3 separate regions of the Mus musculus genome follow, and all the other regions are linked to region 1. Evidence: chromatin contacts called from public Hi-C and promoter capture Hi-C data. All regions are on one chromosome and are shown on one strand. The core of a region is the stretch at or near the end of the contact, and the rest is flanking DNA. Distances in the headings are between cores, read along the strand shown. Region 1 holds the start of Nxph1 (neurexophilin 1). Region 2 has its middle 43 kb from the start of Gm35961. Region 3 has its middle 93 kb from the start of Gm35961.

Evidence for each region. Promoter capture Hi-C pulls out the DNA fragments that hold promoters and counts their contacts. Hi-C and Micro-C count contacts between places; a contact is called where the count stands out from the background.
Region 2: a promoter capture Hi-C map of hippocampal neurons shows a contact between it and region 1, with 1.9 times the contacts expected there. The contact joins the enhancer-like site here to the promoter of Nxph1 in region 1. A contact is called at or near these places in 4 of 39 promoter capture datasets (cranial neural crest, frontonasal cranial neural crest, hippocampal neurons and 1 more), 6 of 484 Hi-C or Micro-C datasets (cerebellar granule neurons, cerebral cortex, cortical neurons and 1 more) and 1 of 115 datasets of contacts at active chromatin or transcription factors (astrocytes).
Region 3: a Hi-C map of cortical neurons shows a contact between it and region 1, with 7 times the contacts expected there. The contact joins the enhancer-like site here to the promoter of Nxph1 in region 1. A contact is called at or near these places in 13 of 39 promoter capture datasets (the 3T3-L1 cell line, the C10 cell line, the HPC-7 cell line and 7 more), 96 of 484 Hi-C or Micro-C datasets (the 3T3-L1 cell line, 3T3-L1-derived adipocytes, the AML12 cell line and 67 more) and 4 of 115 datasets of contacts at active chromatin or transcription factors (astrocytes, bone marrow-derived dendritic cells, embryonic forebrain and 1 more).

What each region holds. Positions count from the first base shown.
Region 1 is chr6:8,948,529-8,953,213 of GRCm38.p6, reverse strand. Nxph1 (neurexophilin 1) reads right to left here and starts at 3,195. Exons shown (of 2, transcript NM_008751.5): 1 at 2,907-3,195. The coding sequence starts at 2,960.
Region 2 is chr6:12,122,334-12,127,207 of GRCm38.p6, reverse strand. No RefSeq gene overlaps it. Among named protein-coding and RNA genes, the nearest start is that of Gm35961, 43 kb to the left of the region's middle. Within about 2 kb of position 1,622, at least 118 of the 459 cell types and tissues checked have an H3K27ac peak or open chromatin away from gene starts, as enhancers often do. A contact at or near this core is called in hippocampal neurons and pre-B cells, where this site is marked.
Region 3 is chr6:12,258,186-12,262,734 of GRCm38.p6, reverse strand. No RefSeq gene overlaps it. Among named protein-coding and RNA genes, the nearest start is that of Gm35961, 93 kb to the right of the region's middle. Within about 2 kb of position 2,299, at least 22 of the 459 cell types and tissues checked have an H3K27ac peak or open chromatin away from gene starts, as enhancers often do. A contact at or near this core is called in brain, cortical neurons, forebrain and 1 more, where this site is marked.

The sequences.
Region 1 (4,685 bases), core at 1,946-4,445:
ACATGTGGGAATTACTCCTTGGGAAATGTAGCTGGGATCCCCTACCCATAAAGGAAGGGTGTACTGGAAACATTAGCTAGGAAGCAAGCCACAGTGTGTTGAGTCAGTTAACTGATGGGGTAATTCACAAAAGCCAAGACATACTTATCAACTCCTCCCGGGCTCATGATAGCTCAAGGAAAACAATAATAAAGTAATGGTTTGGGGTTTGGTTTACTTTGGGGTTTTTGTTTGGTTTGGTCTTTGGTTTTCTGTTACCTTGCCTTCTTGGGGTTTAACTTGAAACTGCAGTAGCTAACCTGTATGCATCTGTCTGTAGCAAAAGGCTGAAATGTCCCGGGATTCAGTCACAAATGAATGCTTGGTTCTTGTGCTGTATGCAGCTGGTGCTTGATGGAACTCACAAAAAGAAGCTCTCTCTCTCTCTCTCTCTCTCTCTCTCTCTCTCTCTCTCTCTCTCTGTGTGTGTGTGTGGGGGGGGGGTTCTTCTGATCATTGCTTCAGAGTTTTAATCAAGACTCCCTACTTCTTCATTTACCTAAATCCACCCTAACATTAAGTACCCAATTCATCCTTTGGAGCCCATTTTTATGGTAAAAGTCAGCTTCCTCCTCCAGGAAAACAGCCTGGAATTTTCCTGGCAAATAGCTATGGGGTTGCAATCCCTGAAAGATCGTCTTGGGCCACAGCCACCAGTCTTTTGTTTTTGTGGTGTGTGTGGTTTCTAATCCCCGACACACAAAACAACTTTAGATTGGAGAGAAAAGAATGGACTTCTAAATCGCCTTCTCTTTTTTATTGTTCACATTTCGTATTGTTTTGAGTGAAATTGGAAAAATTGTCTCCTTTCTCTGTATTGCCAAAAGGCATTCAGGTAATGAAGTCTGTAACTAAACGGTAATTGAATCAGCATAATTTGCACACTGAATGGTTTTCAAATGCTCCCAGTTTACAATTAAAGGAGAATTAATGCGCTTGTTGTTGAGAATGCCGGCGCATTAGAATAAATCCAGCACTGTTGTTGTAATGAGTGGAAAACGGTTTAACTGCCAACAAACACATTTAAAATTTAACACAACGTATTGATTTCACTTCTGCTTTTGATAGATTATTTTCCAGACTATCGAAATACTCGCTTCAAGCAATAAACTGGACCATAGCTGAGAGCCCTGGCCTTGGGTGTGTGAGCACAGCCCAAGGACATAAGACAGTCCAGAGGTTCTAATCATAAGGTGTGCGGGAGAGGAGGGGCACGGTTGTTGTACCGATCAAGGGAATCAAAGGTGTTCCTCCCCTAAGACTTTCACTTTTTTCACTTTTCACTCCCTCCCACCTTACCCAATTTTAAAAATAAAAAATAAATTAAAAAGGCTTTGTTTTCTTTGATGGAACTTTCTGCCCTCCAACTCCGGGTCTTCAATGTCAGTGGGCTTACGGGACACAGGTGAGAGCGATAATGACCGAAGGTGGGCAATAGGAAGGACACCTTTTGCATTCGTCTGCATTCTAGCGGGGAAAGCACGGACCGGCGACAGTCTGAAAAGCTGTCTTTTGGATTGGCTGCCCTGGCTTTCACCTGTTTACCCCCAAGGTGTCCTGTGGGCGAGGACATTGATGCACAGCGCCCTCTGGCGTCTGCTTCTGCTACAGTCAGGCGATAAAGGTGCAAAGACTGGCAACGCTGAGGGTTCTTGAGATGCAGCCGGAAGCCGGAACCGGGTAAATACACGTACTCACACGCGCGCGCATATGTACCGGATTCACAGAACTCTCAGCCCCGCGATCGCAGGCGCCAGAGCTAAGACCGAAAAACACGGCCACTTGCAGGGATAGCACAGTATCCGGGCTGGTGGATTCTGAAGCTCTTGGGAATGAAAGACACTAACACCACTCTTAGTCCCATTTATCCAGCCGGTTTAGAAAACTCCAGCTGCTACCGCAGCGCCTGCGCTCCTCGCCCCTCCACAGAACACCTTGAGTTTTCGGTGCACTCCCGTGGCCCGGAATCTGCTGTGGAGTTCAGAACACTAGGCTCAACCTCGCCGGCAGAACGCGAGTGTCCCTGGCCCTCTGAGAAATCAAACGCGGAGAAAATATCACACTCTCCTAGGCTCGCGGTGATGCCCACAACTCCCTAGCCACACAGAGCGATTCTCCCCGCGTCGGTTCTAAGATTGTGTCAAGTCCAAACCTCCGAAAACTGATTCTGGAGGAACCTGGACAGGACAAGATTCTCTCCCTAGTGACAAGGCTTGCCATTCCCTAAAAAGAAACCCCTCACTGAAACTATGCTTCTGTTATTTAATGGCAACTGGACCTTGGAAGGCGAGAGAGGGTTATGTTTGCAGGTGTATCTCTGACCTAACTGCCTGGTCGTTTGCTATGTGTCTGGCGGATAAACTTACACCAGCTGCACCCCTGTAAGTCTCAGGGAGTTACCTGCACTTTCTTGATGTGCCACAAACCCAAATTGGGGGCGCTGGGGCAGTGGGGCAGTGAGTAGATTCCTGTTCGGCTCTTCAAGCCCACCTCCACCCCCTTTCATTTAAACTAGGTGGGGGAAGAAGTGCTGCTAAGAGTTTCATGATTCCCAATACCTTTCTTCTCCCCTTCCTCCCAAGGCATCCTCGCCTACTACCTCCTGGTTTCTGGACCTGTAAGGTCCTGTTAAGAATCATGATCCGGGAGACGGAAAATAGAGCAAAAAATGAGGATGAGAGCCTGAAAAACTCTCGCAGGAATCCAAACCAAAGCTTCCCAAAGTTCTTCCACTCTCTGGGAACACTCAGCTCTCACTGAACTGGCGGCCTCGCCCTCCCGCACCCCCCCCCCTCTCACCCCAGTTGCTTGGCCTCCAGGCTAGGGAGGTATCTCAAAGATGCCGGACCGGACCGATCGCCACTTACCAAGTAGACGGTGGGCTGCAGGAGGAGAAGAACGTACCAGCACGCAGCCTGCATCCTCCCTCCTCTCAAACTTCCTTGGCGGTGCCTTGGCTGAGTCTTTGTTCCTTCAAAAACATAGATCCACCTGACATCCACTTTACAGAGCAGGGAGCGCTCTCAGCAGCCTAGATACAAATGAAATTAGACATCCCATGACCACGCGGACAAGGCTGACGATCAAGCGAGGGGAAAGGGGCTCTTGGTGTGGAGTGATGGAGTCAAAAAGCTTGGAAGGGGGACGCAAAGATTGGAAAAGCGAGCCAATCCAGCTCCAGGAACAAGCGAGTGCGGTCCGCAGGCGGGCGGGCGAGCGAGCGGGCGGGCTTGAGCGGTGGCAGGGGGTTCCCAGAGCCCGGCGCGTCTCGGAAGCCAGCGCCCGAACGGCGGAGGCCAGAAGGGGTTAGGCACAGAGAGAGCAGCTCACAGGCTGGTTAGGAGGCCAACTGTCTCTGGCAGCCAGACCTGCCCTAGTGTTTGAAGGCGGGAGGCTGGGACTAAAGGCGGCGGCTGGTTCTTCGCCAGCCCTGGCAGGGTTCACACACGTACACAGCAGCAGAGAGAGATAGCAAAAGCAAGCGAGCAAGAGACTGAGAGAGGGGGGTGCGGGCAGGGCAAGGGTAGGTAGAACTGACCCGGATTAGGTACCCGTGAAATGGGGGTGGGGAGGGGGGTGCAATTTGCATATAGGAAAGCGGGGCTCAGTTTACCCATTTGAACCTCCTGAAATACAGATAGACACCCACAATCACATCCCTAGCACTACTTTTTTGAACGAAGGGGCACAGCCAGTTGCTAACTTCTACAGTAGAAACCTGTCTGGGACTCTGAGGGTCACCTATTAGACATGCCTTATGCCCAAGAAGAGTTTCACCCCGCTGTCCCTTCCTGGTGATGACCACCACCCTGCCCCAACGTGTCCCTGCCAAGAACGGTGGAGGCGACCGGTACATACCGCACAGGACTGGAGGCAAATGCAGCGAGCAAGAACCGCTCTGAACAGGCTCCATGGAGGAGCTACTACGGCCTGGAGTCTCCAGCGCCCGGGACGTGCCCTCCCCGGAGCTCCGTCTCCATGCTCGGGCGAGGACAGGTCCAGCTGCCTCGTCCAGCCTTGGCGGAGTCGTTGTCCCAGTGCCCGGGTCGCGATCCGGATTGGTCCGCGGGAGCCTAGGCTTGGCACAGTTGAATTCCCGGTGCAGGAAACTTAAGAGGCAAGAGAAGGAGGGGCAGGTAGAGAAGACGACGGAGGAAGGAAGAAAGGGAGGGAGAGAGACGAATGCGCCCGGTTGCTGCACCCGACCGACCCGGACTGCCTGTGTTGGCACTGACACCAGCAGCCTAGGACTCCCGGATTTCCGCGGTTGCCAGAGGATAGAGAATGACTTAAGGGGAGGAGACTGGGCAAGTCCTCCGGACTTGAACTTGAGCGATAAGACCCGAACCTTTCGGAAGAAAAAGAAAGCCACACAACAGGCGCGATGAGTCCCAGTTTCAGAAGGGGTGTGGTGACGAAATTTTGGAAGCTGCAAGCACAGGAAGCAGCCCCAGCTTTACCAGCAAGGCTGGAAAGCCCCAAGGCGACTAAGGATTGGTGTCGCGGGCGCTGTCCGAGGTCCTGCCCGGCCACGGGGGGACGCTCCGCAGAGCGCGGTTTCAACTCCCCGCCGCGACTGAGCGGTTTTCTCTTCCCGGTCGCGGCTGGTCGAGCCTACAGCCGGGACACCAACAATTACATTGACA
Region 2 (4,874 bases), core at 373-2,872, 3.2 Mb before region 1:
CTGCATGTCTAGTAGGAAGTACAGTGGGCATTTCCACAAACTGACAAAGGGCTAAGGTATTGTTGTTCCTGCCCCCAGGCTTAGGACACTATATAGGAGCATTGCCATGAATTTGAGGCTAGCCTGGGTTACATAGAAAGTGCCTGCTGGGTTAGTGAGAGCTAGGGTAGGAAAGGGGAAACAAAGTGAAAAGTGACCTTGGTAGCAAGTCTTTAGCATAGAAATCATTCTAGCCAACTGAGCAGGGCACCAGGCTGTAGCCGCCTGCAGCCACATGAAACTGGGTTCCCCTGATCAGACAGCGAGAAAAGAACGTGGCCAAGACAAACCTTGCTGTTCAAAGACCCTGAGGTTTACTGAGAGTCCTTGCTTATAAAGAAGGTAGGCCCATCCCCCGCCAGCCCATTCTTGGTGCCTGGAGCCAGCCCGTAGGCGATCTACAGGGTGTGTCTCTGGAACATCTCAAGGACCTTTCAGCGGGAAGCAGAGTCTTGGAGAAGAGCAAATAGAGCCATCAAGGTCAGAAGGCTCTACCCTAAGTAATCTCCTTCTTAGTGGCAGCAAGATCAAAGTCTGGACCAGCCTGCTTCAAGGCTGAGGGAGGCTACCCCAGGCTTCTGCAGCACAGCTTCCTGGGAGGCTGGGGCAGATAAATGCTGGGTTGGAATCTGGGCTTCAAACGTAGAAGGCCACTATCTTTTAAAAACCAATCAATCAATTAAACAAACAAACAAAAACTACTGGCAACATTTGTTTGTCATGTAAATGTGCCTGCGCCTCCAAGTCTAAAGCCCATGAAGTCTCTCATCCCTGAGCACCATCTCCTCATACTCAATATTCCCTTCCCTAAAACAGCACTGACCCTACCTCCGTCTATGTACCACGAGGAAGTGGTCTTCAACTTCATCCCACCCTGTGAACAAACAATTATTTGATTTTAAAAACAGCCTAATTATCTCTCAAAAGTTATATATATATATATTTGATTTTCCCATAAACCTGATAATATAAGTGTCCCTTGTTCGGCTAGTCCACTTCTTTACTGAGATATCTTCTTTCTCAGATCACATACAGTGCATTTGTGAGAATAAACCTTGCGAGAACACAAGGTTTTATCTACAAGATGTTTGCAAGGAAAAAAAGAAAAGAGGAGAGGAGAGGAGAGGAGAGGAGAGGAGAGGAGAGGAGAGGAGAGGAGAGGAGAGGAGAGGAGAGGAGAGGAGAGGAGAAGAGAAGAAAAGAAAAGAAAAAGCAAAGAGGAGTTAAAAAAAAAAAAGACAAGACAAAACAAGATCAGTAGTTTGGATTTTTGAGCACATTTTGCCCCCTGGCTGAACACAGTCATCTAAACAAGCTTGAGGGTGAAGCTCAAGCCCAAAGCACCATCATCTCCCTGAATATCATTTGTCTGTAGAGGCCATGTTTTATACACGTCAGGTTCGAAACATAAATGGAATTTTCATTTGAGTCTGACTTTGTAGCAGTAAAGACAAAGGGGAAGAGACACTGCACTCACAGGAAACGACTACAAGTTGAGAAACAAGGGCGTACTCTATCTCTGGCCGGCAGCAGGAAAGACATTAAATGTGTCCTATAATCCTTTCCTCACCACGGAACCGAAGCACTGCAAAGCCGGTCTCAATCCAGCAGATGGCGAGAGACTAATTCTAGTCTACAGCCCTCTGGAAACTGCAGAGCTCTCATTCTGAAGACACTGGGCTATCAAACAAAATTGACACAGAACATTTGTGCTCTTTATTTTATAATTTTATTTTGTTTTATTGGACTAGGACTACCTATTGCCTTCCCTCCGCTCGCCTCTTACTGTGCGATGAAAGAGAACCTGAATGGGATGCATTAAAGCAGACAGCCTGCTTTTGTTAATTCATGTGTTTGAATACTGAAACCCAGCTGGTGGTACTCTACTGGGAGGTTTCAGAGTCTCTGAGAGGTGGGGCTAGCTGGAGGAGTGGCTTGAGGTTTATAGTGGTCCCTGTCTTCCTGTCCTGCCCAGCTTCGTTTCCTGTAGAGATGTAACACCCCACCATGTTTCCGCAGCCACAGCCCTGTGCGGCTCACAGTCTCAAATACTTCCCCACCACGGTGGACCATACCTTCAAACTGTAAGTCAGACCGAGTCCATCCTCACTTTAGATGCTTCCTGTCCTGTTCCTGATTTAAACAATGAGAAAAGCAACTGATACACATTCAAAGAAGAGCAAATGGAGAATCACATGTGCATATTCTGTTCTGCGTACCTACTGTATCTATTTGCTTTGTAAATTAATATTTTATTAACTATTTGTGAATTTCATGATGCATTTTTATTATGTATTCTTCCTCCTCGGTTTATTTATTCATAATTTTTATTTTTCACGTGTATGAGCATTTTGCTTTTATCTATGTTTATGCACCACATACCCTCCTGATGCCCACAAAGGACAGAAGAAAACATTGGAGCTCATGAAATAGAGTCACGGATTGTTGTGAGTCACTATGTGTGTACTGGGAACCAAGTCTGGGTTTTCTGCAAGAGCAGCCAGTGCTCTTAACCACTGAGCCATCTTTCCACCCCAAGCCATTTTCTTTTTGATGCATCATTAACATGGGCAGGCCTATTGTTCTCCATATGAATTATTTAAGCTAAGGTAAGATTGGATTGAAGTATAGACTATAGCAAGAGAAGGAGGGCTCTCCTGGCATCAAAAGCTCCTGTGTGTTCACTGAGAGCTGCTAATATTTGCCTCAATATTCCCTAATACATTTTCTAGGTGATCTGAATCCATTGTTTCTTGTTCAGTATTCAAAGACATTTTTCCTCAATTAGCTAATTAAAAAAATATTCAAGAGGGCACAGATATGTTTATGATGGTGTTAAATGCAGAAACAAAAGGCCTCTCAGAAAGGAAAATGGGAGGTATTTATTAAATGAATTCACAAGATTCTTCAGGGCTTCACTTTATTCTAAGAACAAAGTGTCATTACATTCTGAGTTTACAACACCGTATAAACCATCTTGGTAAACACTGAGGATGGGGTCTATATGGTAGATATCTTCAGCTTCATTAACACATCAGAGTGTTTCCCAGTCCAGAATGTCAGTGTGTGCTCCTGGTTACTGGAACCTGTTCCTTTTTGCTGTGCTACAATTATAAGCTCCATCATAACTCCTTAGTCATGTATTTATTTTCCTGGATAGATTGCAAACTCTATGAAAACATATTCTTCCATCATCATATCTCCAGTATCTAGCATAGCCTGAGTTGAAGATCGTGCCCTAAAATACCAGTGAAGCAGGAATATGACCCATTTTATAAAGTGGTCTTCAATCAACAAAAGCTCACAATAGCAGTTATGTAGAGGCCTCATTAACAGAGGCGTGGTCTCAGAATATGGTGGCTTCTCAACTCCCATATTTTCCAAGAACTGAACATCTATTTCCCACATGTTCTAGATCTCCTGGTTTTTCATACTATGAGTGATGTCTTAGATACAAAGGAGAGCAAGAAGCACCCCAAGTCTTACTTCTTAAGAATAGAAGTGACTTAAATACAGTTAAGTTTCTCACACTAGCATTGTAATAGCTTCTTGCCCAAACAACCAGGAAGGGCAGTTGAAGTTAAGTGATTTGTTCCCTGTGGTTGATGGTTGTCAATAAGTACTGTGCCTAGCATCTCTAGGTATTTTATGACTGTTCCACATAGCCACACCACTTACTTTTTACTTCAATACTTCAATTCCTTTTTATTTTTGCACATGTATGTGTATATATACATACATATGTGTTTTTGTGTGTGTGCGCGCATATCTGTGTAGAGGCCTGAAGTTGATATCAAGAATCTTTGCTTATCATTTTCCTCTTTCATTCGTTGAGATAGAGTCTCTTGCTGAACCCAAGCTCATACATTCCTGCTGTAGTAGCTTGACACTTACTCCAGGATTCCTGTGGCTACTTCCCACGTGCTGGCAGCCGTCCCATCCACAGAGCGCTCACATGAGTACTGGGGATTTGAACTCTGTTGTTCACATTTGCAGGCGCTTTACCCACTGAGCCAGCTCCCAAGCTTTCCTGCCCCCCATTTCTTGGCACATTTACCAATTGCAGAAGTCATACATAGACCATAACTAGAAGGAAGGGAGATGTTATACTTTGTAAGGGTAATAGAGGGTAGCAAAGATGTTCTTGAATATGGCCAGCCACTTAGCACATCATCAGTCTGTGTTAGGAGATTCCTGATGGCTATACTCCCACTGGCCCTTTGCCTTGCATGTGTTTAACTTTTACATGAATGAAACTGTTGTTGATGTATTGTTCCTTCTTACAAAAGTATCAAGCTCCTCCCTCTACAGCTCCATGTTTTTATTCCATGCCAAAAATGTTCCAAGTACACACACACACATACACACACACACAGATTCCACACAATACAAATTGTTCTAAAGCTTGCCTTTTCCAATTTATTTTTTTTCATTGACTAACAGTTTGCTGTAAAGTCTAATTTAAACAAATTTCATTTAGGCTGTTTCGAAGTTTTACTTCCAGTTGGATAACTCCGTCTCCGTCTCTCTTTGCTCATTTATACAAGTATATGAGAAGAGGAAAATTCCCTAGTGTAAAACCACACAATCAAAGAGGAGTGTACAAATTAAATTATACAGTTTTTAAACTCTCCTCAAAACGTGGTACTGATGTTACCAACCATAGTATATGTGAACACCTTCCTGTTCATCTCCAACAAGCGTCCTCCTAAGGTATATGTTATTGACAAAAAAGAAAAAAGAAAGAAAAGAAATGTCAGAAATATTTTATTATTATCTCATATTATTAAAAATCATAAATACTGATATAAATTTTGTAAAAATTAGGAGTATGT
Region 3 (4,549 bases), core at 1,050-3,549, 3.3 Mb before region 1:
TCATCATTGGACTCTTCCTTTTGGCGGTACTGACTTTGGAATCAAGTCTCTGATTATTTCAGAACACTTTGTAAAAATCCAACAGCCCTAAACCATCAGTGCAACCAGAGACAACAGGCTGTCCCTGCGTTTCTGGTAATGGTCGTTTCTGCTCTTGCTCGGGTCATCATTAACCCGAGACACTGGCAGAAGCCATCTTAGGATACCCATTGGTTGCATCAAGGATAGTTCTTATTCGTTCCTACAAACCACTGTAATTCTTTTATCACTCTCTTCGATGATTCTTCTAGCACAATGTGTGCCCATAATTTTATTAGTGAGTCAGAGACATCCCAGGGCACGGCATGCTCTACGGCGACTGCCTTATCATGAAGACTCATCATGAACGTCACACTGAATTATGGGACACATGAAGTTTTAACTGAAGCACACAGTCTGACGGTTCAGAAGTCATAACTGCCAAGATGTACAAAAGAAAACAGACATTGTCGCTGAAAATAAGTATTCTCTTTGCCATCCAAATTATCGATTAATGTTATATTCAATGTGAACCTGAATGTTTACTCCTCAAGAATTTCTCTTTATTGCATTTTTAGGTTTACCTAAAATAAGCCACTGTGAAATAAATGTGTGCTATGATACTTAGGCACTTGAGCAGAGGAATCCATATAGCAGATGTACCAGTAGGAGGAGCAAACACTGAATTATAAAGATTGATGCAGAAAATATGTTTGCAGGAGACAGAGTCTCTCTCTCTCTCTCTCTCTCTCTCTCTCTCTCTCTCTCTCATTGTTTTTCATGACAAAGTTTCTCTGTATAGTTCTGGCTATCCTCAAATTCAATCTGTAACCCAGGCTGGCCTTGAACTAGGATATCTGCTTGCATCTGCCTCCTGAAGGTTATGATTAAAGGAAAAATTAAAGGAAAAAAATTCTAACTCTCATAGCAACTAAATTTAAAGCCAACCAGAGTCATTTGTGTCCGTAATCTCAGTCCACAGGCAGGACTATGAATTCAAGGGTAGCCCAAGTTACTGGGTGAGACCCTTCCTCAAACAAACAAAACAAAACAAAACAAACAATCAAAAGACGGTAAAGGGCACAGTTTTTGAAGTGTTGCAAACATGAAACTAAAATACAATAGGTTGAAGCACAATATTCCCATTATGAGCAAAAGAGAAAAAAATCAGAATCTCCACAGGTATGACAAATTACCCAGCAGAAGCTGTAAGGGAACACACGTGGCAATTGTCAGAGAGAGAGAACACGCCTCACTTGAATAGCAAGAATCAGTGTGCCAAGGCTGAGACAGCGGCCACTGAGAAGGGAGGCAGCTGTGCGGAGGAAGGCAGGTTCTTATTTCCATTTCATTTTTCTGGGGTCTCTTTCACAGTTGGCTTCAATTGTGTCTTCAGTTTTTATTTATATTTACTCCAACTTCTGTACATGAATTACCATTTTTAAAAGCAGCAAACTCCTGAAATGTCTAGATTTCTCCACGTTATTTTACAGAGTAGGCTATAAACTCTGTCCACGTTATAATCCAATGCCAGGTAGAAGAAGAGGAAGACGCTGATGGAAGAGAATTAACATCTTTTGGGGGGAAACACGAATTCACGATATTGTGAACACAAAACAGACAAATATAATTGGTGTAGATTTAGCTCTCTGTATCAGAAGGTTGGTGGAGGGATTAAACACTGTGTCGATGCTAGCAGAATGCTCAGATACTTGTTCTGATTTAAAACAATCAAACAAACAAACAAACAGAAAAAAAAAAAAAAAAACCAATCAAAACCCAATCAGGTTTTGCTCAATCCACATAGCGCATGTCGGTACTATGGTTTGCCACCAGAGGGTAGCATATCCTCACTTTTGCTAAGTACACTGCTGGGGTTTGCTTCCATTTTAATTCTTGATTTCCTTTCTCTGTGTCTGTGTCTGTGTCTGTGTCTGTGTCTGTGTCTGTGTCTGTGTCTGTGTCTGTGTCTGTGTCTGTGTCTGTGTCTGTGTCTCTGTCTCTGTCTCTGTCTCTGTCTCTGTCTCTCTCTCTGTCTCTCTCTGTCTCTCTCTCTCCCTTTCTGTATCTCTCCCATCTGCTTCATGCTTACAGCTGCTAAGTACAAACACATCTCATTTGTTCTAGTAACAGTGACTTGAGATAATGCATTCCTCGCCTCTGTAGACATAGGTGACGTTTTATTGGACACACGGTGTCTTTTTGCAGGAACACTGTAGGGCACTTGGTGCTGTTAGAGATGAGGTAACTCACTCTCCACACGCTGCATGCATCTCCTTTTTATGGGACTGCTGCCCTTCAGACAATCACCGTCCTCTCTTCTGTGAGTTTACAATCACTGAGACTGATTGTGACGCTTACTAATCATATAAAAATGCAATGGACAAAACATTCAGATTTCTGCCTTTAATAAACATTTCTACTGTTTCTCCTGGAACTCGCTCTCAAACCAACTATTACTGTGAACATTTTGATCTTTCCTAAGTATCACAAAGAAACGAGGCTCTATGCTCCAGATGCAAATTGTGTTAAATGGAGGGTGTTAATAACACGAAGACTCAATTTTATTAATTTTTAAAATTTAATGCGCAAAAAAACCCAATACAACACTGCAGTGGATATATTCCCTGATTTGTTAGAAATTGTTTTCCTCCTACACATTGTGATTTAAAAGAGAAAAAGTCCTTTAAATTCCATAGGCTACCAGCACATTTTGTAATTTAAGTAATTATGACTTAATGGAACATCAAAGAACATACAAGGAAAAAATCCGCAGGCTTATTTCATCCTCATTAAGTATGAAACAGATTGGTCCTGTGGGGCTTCGCTTTTGTTTTAAATTCCCCGAAGCTTGGGCTGTTTCCCCCGAGCGAATTCTTTACCAATACATATCACCCTCAGCATCGAAGCCTTCCCATCACACCATTGGCATCCACTAAACGATAATAACCCAAGAACTCGGTGTGCAGAAAAGCAATCTAAAGGGCTGAAGAATGAATTACTTGTTCTACAGATAATTGTGTCTCTGCACAAAAGAAACAAGGAAAGGAGGGCTGCTCTCTCTTGATAACAAATAATAGAGGCCCTCCTTTATTTTCTCTCCTATGCGGGCTTCAGGAATGAAGATGGAAATTCCGCGCTCGGCACCCTGGTCCTTGTGCATTATGATTCTGTAAAAGTCCTGCCATTTAGGAAACCCGTCTCTATTTCCGTGGAGATGAAGCAGGAAGGTCAGGCTGAGCTTTAATCAAGGTATCTCCCCTGCTGGGAAAGCAGGATTCCCCTCCCCTCAGGTAGGGACCTTTAATTTAGCTGCTGTTTTTAAGGAATCCTGAAGTCACATCAGAGCCTGACAGTGGCTGCTGCTCACTTAATCCCTGAAGCCGAGAGAGGACACTGATGTTGTCATTGACAATTTACTCTTGCGGTATTTTCCTGCTAAACTGAGGAGGATTTTGTCACCGGTGCGCTCTCAAAAATACATGAAGGACTTGCCCTTATTAAGAGATGCCATGTCAGTTGAGTTCACATTTAGACGGTAACCCTAGCAACCAACAGCCCCCATCTCTCACAGGAAACAAGTAGAAGAAGAGAACTCTTAAGTCACTGTGTTCTGTGAATTAGGCAGAACTCAGCCTGGGGACAATGAATGGCGCTGTCACTCCACTGCATTCAAAGGCTGTCAACTCCTCGACATCTCATCCCTCACTCTGCCCTCCAGAATCCCCCACTGCTCAGAGCATCCCTACACTGCTGTGGCAATCTCTGCCCCTTTTGTTTCGTTCAGAGATAGTCCTTTTGCTCTTCCAGTATAGTCTGGTATTATACCATACATCAATGCTTTGAAGAGACCTAGGTGTCACGTAGTGAAAGCAAGTCACTAATGTGGAACTGGCCATGGCATCTGTTGGTACCACATATAGATATCATAATGTGCTCCACATTAAGTGATAATAGCTGATTGCTTCTTGCCTTGTGATAAGTCCGACAGTTCTTGGGCTACCGTGTTATACATACATGATAGGCACCCTCTCCTCAAAGACTTGGTACTTGGTGTGCCAGTGAAGTTTCTTCTGCAGGGCCAGAGACTCCCACATCCTACTATTGTGCTGGATGAGATGCACTTACAACAGACTCATCAAATTCAAAAGAATTGGAGGTTTCTGCCCTTGCGCATTAGACACATGAAATGGTTTACAATGGCATGGCCACTCCCTGGGAGAATACCTCATTGTTCCTGGCTGCCCTGTGCCCTTGTCAGGCCCCCCTCAACTGTGTTTCTTACTCCATCCTTTCTCGGGCTGGCTCTCTGCAGCCGGCTGCAGGCTTATTCATAGAATGGAGCCATTTCTAAACAGTTTGTGATTGATGAGTGAGAACCAGAAAGGTTTGCCCAGGGAGTGAAATCACCTAAGCAAATTCAAGGATGTTATCCAGGATTGAAGCCTTTCAAATGGGACAAGGTTGGCTAGTAGTTTGGTTCAGAGGTGGAGCATTTGCCTAGTGTTCGGGAGTGTTTGACCCACAGCAC